2 separate regions of the Sus scrofa genome follow, and region 1 is linked to region 2. A link is a contact called in public Hi-C data. All regions are on one chromosome and are shown on one strand. Each heading gives the region's core, a stretch centred on a gene start, on an enhancer-like site or on the middle of the called end of the contact. The rest is flanking DNA. Distances are from core to core; before and after follow the strand shown. Region 1 overlaps SYT16 (synaptotagmin-16). Region 2 overlaps SYT16 (synaptotagmin-16).

Evidence for each region. Hi-C and Micro-C count contacts between places; a contact is called where the count stands out from the background.
Region 1: a contact with region 2 is called in a Hi-C map of liver, with 5 times the contacts expected there. The contact joins two enhancer-like sites. A contact is called at or near these places in 7 of 47 Hi-C or Micro-C datasets (brain, embryonic fibroblasts, epiblast stem cells and 2 more).

The regions. Positions count from the first base shown.
Region 1 is chr1:191,058,086-191,061,529 of Sscrofa11.1, forward strand. SYT16 (synaptotagmin-16) reads left to right here. Exons shown (of 10, transcript XM_021062549.1): 10 at 1-1,630. Among named protein-coding and RNA genes, the nearest start is that of ISG20, 140 kb to the right of the region's middle. Within about 2 kb of position 1,251, at least 2 of the 83 cell types and tissues checked have an H3K27ac peak or open chromatin away from gene starts, as enhancers often do. A contact at or near this core is called in liver, where this site is marked.
Region 2 is chr1:190,825,309-190,828,792 of Sscrofa11.1, forward strand. The region is part of intron 1 of SYT16 (synaptotagmin-16); the gene reads left to right. Among named protein-coding and RNA genes, the nearest start is that of SYT16, 91 kb to the left of the region's middle. Within about 2 kb of position 1,438, at least 2 of the 83 cell types and tissues checked have an H3K27ac peak or open chromatin away from gene starts, as enhancers often do. A contact at or near this core is called in liver, where this site is marked.

The DNA of each region.
Region 1 (3,444 bases), core at 1-2,500, 230 kb after region 2:
CTTGGAAAAGATTTCCAGAATATATCCAAGTAAATTTCATCACAGTTTCTTGACACAATTCTTTTTAAAACTGCTTTGCTTAGTCTTTAAATAGTTATCTATTAAGATAATCTTTAAGTTTCTGGAGTTTGAGGTAACGATCATCAGTTCTACAGGCTTTGCTAAAGAAATTACGTCAGTTTGGAAACAATGGACATCTTGTGAATTAATTCAAGAAGTTCACGAGTATTTATGTAATATTTGGAGTTCAAATTTATGTAATTTCCCCCAATTCTCAAACTTCATTACTATACATCAGCAATGTGATGGTTTGGGATTTTTATTTCCTTGTTAAGTGGACTGTGTCTAAAAGTCTTTGTTGAACCCTTTGGACAAAATACCCCCGTTAAAGTTTCTGTGTTTCTACAAGGATTACTCTGTAGTTGGGTGGATAAAGAGCATTCCTCTTCATTAGCAGTTCTCAAATCTTCTTGTGCATGTAAGTCACTGGATATCATGTTCAAATAGAAATAATTTTTAGTAACTCTGGGGTAGGGTTCAGGGTCTGCATTTCTCAAGTCTCCTAGGTGATACAGTCCTGTTGGTCCACTGACCACACTTTGAATAGTGAGGCTCTACATCACTTTGAGAATGAAAATATTCAGTCAAGCCTATAGTCTTAACTTTCAAAGAAAATGTGTTTGTGTCTACTTTCCATAGAATTTTTTTTCTTTAAAGAAATGAAAGGAAAAAAGTAAGTATCATAGACTTGGTTTTCCAAATTGGCTACAAATATTACAGTATTTCACATAATAAAAGACCCAGAAGATGATTTAGAAATTTTATATACATCAAGTGCAGAATGGGAACATGGATGTAGTCCAGTACCATACTTAATCAGTCAGGAATTGGTAAATTTCTTGAATTACCAATTTACTCCCTTGTTTATACCCAGATAAGGAAGCTCCATTTGGTAACATGAGAGAAAAGCTGACATTTTTTCCACAGTTAACAAGAATTTTGCAATTTCTTGCTTGGCTGAATCTGAGAAAAATCTCACACAAAAAATTCTATATTAAATTCAAACCGATGGGTGTCTGCCTGGGCTAAAGAATTTGGTAAACTTGAGCTGGAGAACGGTATCTGGTTTATCTCCTTGTTTTGAATTCTTCTCTGAGTTTTATTCCCTGAGAGATCCTTTCCCTGCTATGGACTTCCTGTTTCTCTTTAGTTGTCGATGTCCAAGTGAGTGGTAGAGGATCAGTGTAAATGAGAGAGTCACATAAATTGTTTAATTTGAGCATGCCAAGTGATCTTTGTCAGGCTCTCCTTTGGTCATAAATTGCTGGTATTGCTGTTGTGAAATAGAGTGTCATAAATTTGTCACAAATCGTTAATGAAAGGAGAAAAGCAGAAATTTAGTTTTGTGGGAACACACCCAAATACCCAGCAAATGGTGTTCTACAATATTTATTTGGGGATATGTGTATCTGTTACATAATCTAAAATATGTCTTTTTCACATTTAAAAATATTTGGATCATGATTTAGAGTTTTTATTGGTTGTTTTTTAAACTGAGAGGAAGAAGAAAGGTCATTGTATTTTAAAACATTTTTGACATGTTACTAATAAAATTTTATTTCTGGTGAAATATAGGTGCCTTTATTAAGTAGGGGAGTGGGGGGATCATGAACTTTGGCGTTTGCTGTATGTCCCTTGATCTCAGAGGACTCATTTTAAAGGCATATGGTTATATTTCTTTCAGGAGTTAGTTTTCAACACAAATTTTGCATAAGTATTTAGAAGACATTTCCAGTCTCTTGGTATGTTTTTTTTCACTAAAAGTGACTCTGAAATGTTTTTTAAGTACCATGAGTCATGAGGAAACATGGCAGAACTCACTCTTTTTAGGCCTTAGGCCTTATTCAAACATATGATCATAAATCTCAGAGTCAGAGATAATTTCTCTACCCATAAAATATTAGATGTACCCACTGGTCCTCTATAGATTCGTTAGGCAAAGGGCAGGTGGCACACACCAAGAAGATAGATTCCTTCTCTTTATAGTCGGAAATGCTGTATATAATCAATTTTGCAAGTCAGTCTTTGTTAGTCCCCTGTAATCCATTAACACATCAATACCCAAGTATAAGGTGTTTCCAAATAAACAGCATTTTTCTGTGTATATCCAGCAAGACAAAGGCTTAATTAATTTTACAGTTACTTGAGCAACCCAGGAATAACTAACCCATACAAATTATAGAGACTTTTATGTATATGTTAGTGGAAACTTAAATACATATGGATGAACACATCTAACATAAAGAGTAACATAAAGAGTCATTTGGTCTCTGGAAGTAAAACAAAACACAGCAAGACAACATATGTAAGTGCCTTGGACAGTTCCTAGTATATATTTTGTAGTAATAAATCTTGTGGTCCAAGTGACTCTTAGTCTTTTCCTTTTATAAATAAATGGATTTTTCCCATGTGTGCTCTATGTTTAAGCCCAAAAGTGGGTGGTTATGATTTTCTTTCCTATTTGAAGTTTTATGGAACATACACACATGCACTAAGGAACGACAGGTTACAGGGGGATGAGCTTTTAAAAAAAAAAGTCTAGTAAAAAGTAAAAGAAGGAGTTCCCAGCATGGCTCAGTGGTTAATGAATCTGACTTGGAATCATAAGGTTGAGGGTTTGATCCCTGGCCTTGCTCAGTGGCTTAAGGATCCGGTGTTGCCGTGAGCTGTGGTGAAAGTCGTACATGCAGCCCCGTGTTGCTGTGGCTGTGGCGTAGGCTGGCAGCTACAGCTCTGATTAGACCCCAAGCCTGGGAACCTCCATATGCTGCGGGTGCGGCCCTAGAAAAGACAAAAAATAAAATAAAATAAAAAGTCAACAAGAAGAAAACACAATTTAAAAAAAAAAGTAAAAGAAAGAGTGAATACTTTAAGGGGCTTCTCTCAGGAAGCCTGGAATCTACACAAGAATTTCAAGCCCTTTCAAGAAGCATAAATATAGTAAAGGTGTTGAATTGATGGTCATAAAGGCAAGTTTTAAAACAAAGATCCACCACAAAAAGGGTTTGAAAATTTCTTTTTCTTGCTTCCATTCCTTCAACATTACTTCCTCACCTCATTTGCCCCAGCACTCTATTTGCTGTCACTGAAATTAAGTGATGGCAAGTTCTATCAGAACAAATCTTTTTTTTTTTTTTTTTTGTCTTTTTGCCATTTCTTGGGCCACTCCCATGGCATATGGAGGTTCCCAGGCTAGGGATCGAATTGGAGCTGTAGCCACCGGCCTACACCAGAGCCACAGCAACGCGGGATCCGAGCCGCCTCTGCGACCTACACCACAGCTCACGGCAACGCCGGATTGTTAACCCACTGAGCAAGGCCAGGGATCGAACCTACAACCTCATGGTTCCTAGTTGGATTCATTAACCACTGCGCCATGATGGG
Region 2 (3,484 bases), core at 188-2,687:
CATGGCTACCTGAATAAGCCATCTGTTATGCACACCTGGCTAGAACTCTGTCCTGATTAAAACCTCTTTGAGCTTCTTAATCATCCAAAGACATGCATGGTTTGTCACCCTCTGGCTTTACTTTTATCTCAGTCTTCATCTTTCCCTTGCATTTCAGTTTATTCTCAGATAGCATTAAACTTACAGTAATTTTTCCTCCTGCCTCGTGCACATATATTGCTGTTTCACAGCCCTTTGCCTTTGCTGATCCCTTTGCCCTTCATCTGGCTCCCATGCATCTGATTTTTCTCCTACCTCCCTACTGTCCTTTGCTTACTCCCTCTCCCCTCCTGATTTGTAAATGTTTGAGCTCTTCAGAATTTGTTCATAACCTTCATCTCTGTCCTCTCTCTCTTTTTTTAGATGATCTCATCCATTCTCATGACTCAAACACCTGGGGATTCTCAAATTTATACCTTTGGCACTGGATCTGTCTCTTGTATGTACAACTGCCTACTAGAAACCTTTTTTTTTTTTTTTCATTTCCCTTGGGCATGGTAGACATCTGACATTCAAGACAGACTTCCTCCCAATTCCCCATCAGCCCCAAACTGTTGAATTCATTCAGCTAGTTACTGAATGAATGTTCATTGTTCTATTTAGCAGGAACTTTTATTGATTGATTATCACAGGTACCAAAAAACTTAGAAAAGTTTTAATCTTCAGAACATCCTTACAAAGTAGATACTGTTCTACTTTCCACTTTTATAGGTGAAGAAATGAAAGCCCCAAAGGCTGTCATCTGCCTCATTGATGGAGCAGGCAGTGGTAGAGCTGGGATTTGACCTTTGCAGTCTGCAGATCTCCTGCTCTCAACTACTAGGTTAAACAGCTAACCAGTCTCAGGCTTATTTCTAAAAAACTCCCCAAACCTCCAGGGTGACTTAGAAGCACTTTCTCTGGTTTCCCTCAGCCCTCTGTGCTCACTTTTGGCTTAGTAGTTAACATGTGATACCTAATCTGTGTTGGTCTCTTGTCTTCCTCTGGAGAATACACAAGGATCTAGTCATCTTTGTTCCCTCAGCATCTAGCACAGAGCAGGGCACAGTAAGCATCGAAAAACTTGTTGTTGGGCCAAATAAATGCTCCTATTTTGGTCCATTCTTATTGCATAACTTGTATTTCTGTAGCACTGGGCTCTCTTAGAATCTTCTCCTGCACAAGGTGTCACTTAGCCCTCTGATTAGGCCCAGCATCATTGCTCTTTATTGCAAAGGTCACTAGCAATGTCCTCATTCTGACAGCGCCTGAAATTCCTCTGAGAAGCCATCTGTAACATCATAAATAGAGAGGGGACAATTTTCCTAGTTCCATCCTCGCTATCAGGAAACTCTGTGTTTCTGTTATATTCATAACCTTTGCTCTGCTGGCAGTGTCAATATTTAATTTTGTGTCTGCGCTAATTGTATATTCATTCTTGGTGCTCTCCTTAGCTGTCTGTGTTCCATACTGAGCAGTGTCACCTTAGGTTGTGAGCTGCTTCTCAGCCCTGGCAGCCTTGTTGATTAGAATAAGGGGCTCAGGGCCATAGAAGAAGCATTTTTCTTGGCCTCTTCTAGTTTAACATTGTCTAACCCAAACCAGAAACACTGTAAGTTATTAGTCACATTCAACTCAGAAAGAGGGAGATCCTAGAATTTCACCCATGGGGCAATAACCTCAAAACACATGTCCTATTGGAAATGAGATGAAAGAGTCAGTAACAGTAGAGTGGTTACGAGAATGGACTTAGGAAGAGACAGGCCTGGTTTCAAGTCTTAGCTTCATTAAAATACTAGTTGCTTTACCCAAAGTAAGTGCTTCTATGAGTTTTTTCCCCCTTGGTTTAAAGTTGGTTAGGGTTCTTATTTAACAATCGGTGCACAGCTTCAAAACGAAGAGCACACTTAGGGCCCTACCTAGTGCCACGCGTAAAGTAAAGAAATGCTTTATAAATTCTTACTGGTTGTAATGAAACTAATGTTAGAAAAAGGTAGACTGATTATTTGTGTACCATTATTTCTCCTCTTTCTGGTGTGCCAGAAGAGAATAGACCTTGTGAAATTTTAATTATGTAGAAAGTTATTAGGGTAGCAAGGGAATAGTCCAATTAGCTGGTCAACAAATTATAGGAACTCTGGTAAAAGTCATTCATAGGCAGCATATTGCTAAAATCAAACAGTTTATCTCTTTACCTTTTTCTTTTTAAAAAATGCCTTGTGGCTTGAATTGTATAAATCTGAGTGGCGAGTAGTATTACTGTCTTCTGCTCTGGTTGACTGCACAGAGTCGAGCAACCTTTCCAAGGACCCTAAATCTCTCTTCCCCAAATCTCTTACTTCCTGACCTCACCACTAGATGACAGTCTTTTTGCGTATGTGTATTTTGGCCAATGAATGAGGGTAACACTTTGAGTTAATTATTGGGCAGGTGTCTCCTTCTAGGCATCCCATTAAGATCAGCAGAAAAACTTCATTTATGGCTTCTGAACACTGTAATGTAATTATTGGGATGCAGAACAGTTAGATGCCTGTGCCAAACAAATGGAAAAGAATCTTAGCTTAAGTATTTAACTGTCACAACTTAATTATCTAGTATTTGGTATGTTTTCTGAAGTCCTTTAAAATCATGCTGTCACTTTATAAAAATTTGAAATTAATACATTGTTACTAGAAATTTGACCTTCCTTCAAAATCACGTTGACAAAAACGATTATAAGGCTATATTCTTCATTAATACTGCAATTAATATATCTTGGGGCTGCTGTCAGTCTTTGGAGAAATGAACAGTTTCTCTTAAAAGTTAAATTTCACTTAAGCGAAGTTAATGCTCACACAGTGCCGTCTACGAGACACCACTGTCCACACTGGGTCAGGTCGAATGAGAAGGGATGTGAAGACACTGAAATTATTTTGACATAAAAGTTGAGGTGGTGACTCTGCATATTAGGCGTTCCTTCAAATGGCTTTTGGATGACTTTAGTTATACCTGTCACGGCACTAGGAACATGGGAAGATACAAAAGAGGAATATACTGAAGAGAGGGGGCTGAGGGTGGTGGTCATTTGGGTGGGTGAACTTATTTATTGGGATGATGAAACCAAAGCACCACAGGAGTCTTAGTAATTTGTGGATCTATGAGAATACTCATGGATATTTGAGACCTTTAAGCCAAGGTCATGCCTGGGTCTCACCAAATATGGAGTATTTAACTGTGATATGTAAGACTTAGAGTTGTCATTTGGATGACATTGTAGAGCATGACTTGAAAACTACATTGCAGTTTAACCTACGGATAAAGGTAGTAGCTGTAGCAGTGGCAATTTGGTGCGTCAACGGCTAGTATGTTATGCAATTAGAACTAGTGTATATTTCTTCTATGTTTGTTTATTTTTAAATTGTTTTTGTTTTTGTTTTTATGGCCACACCTGTAGCATATGGAAGTTTCTGGGCCAAGGCTCTAATTG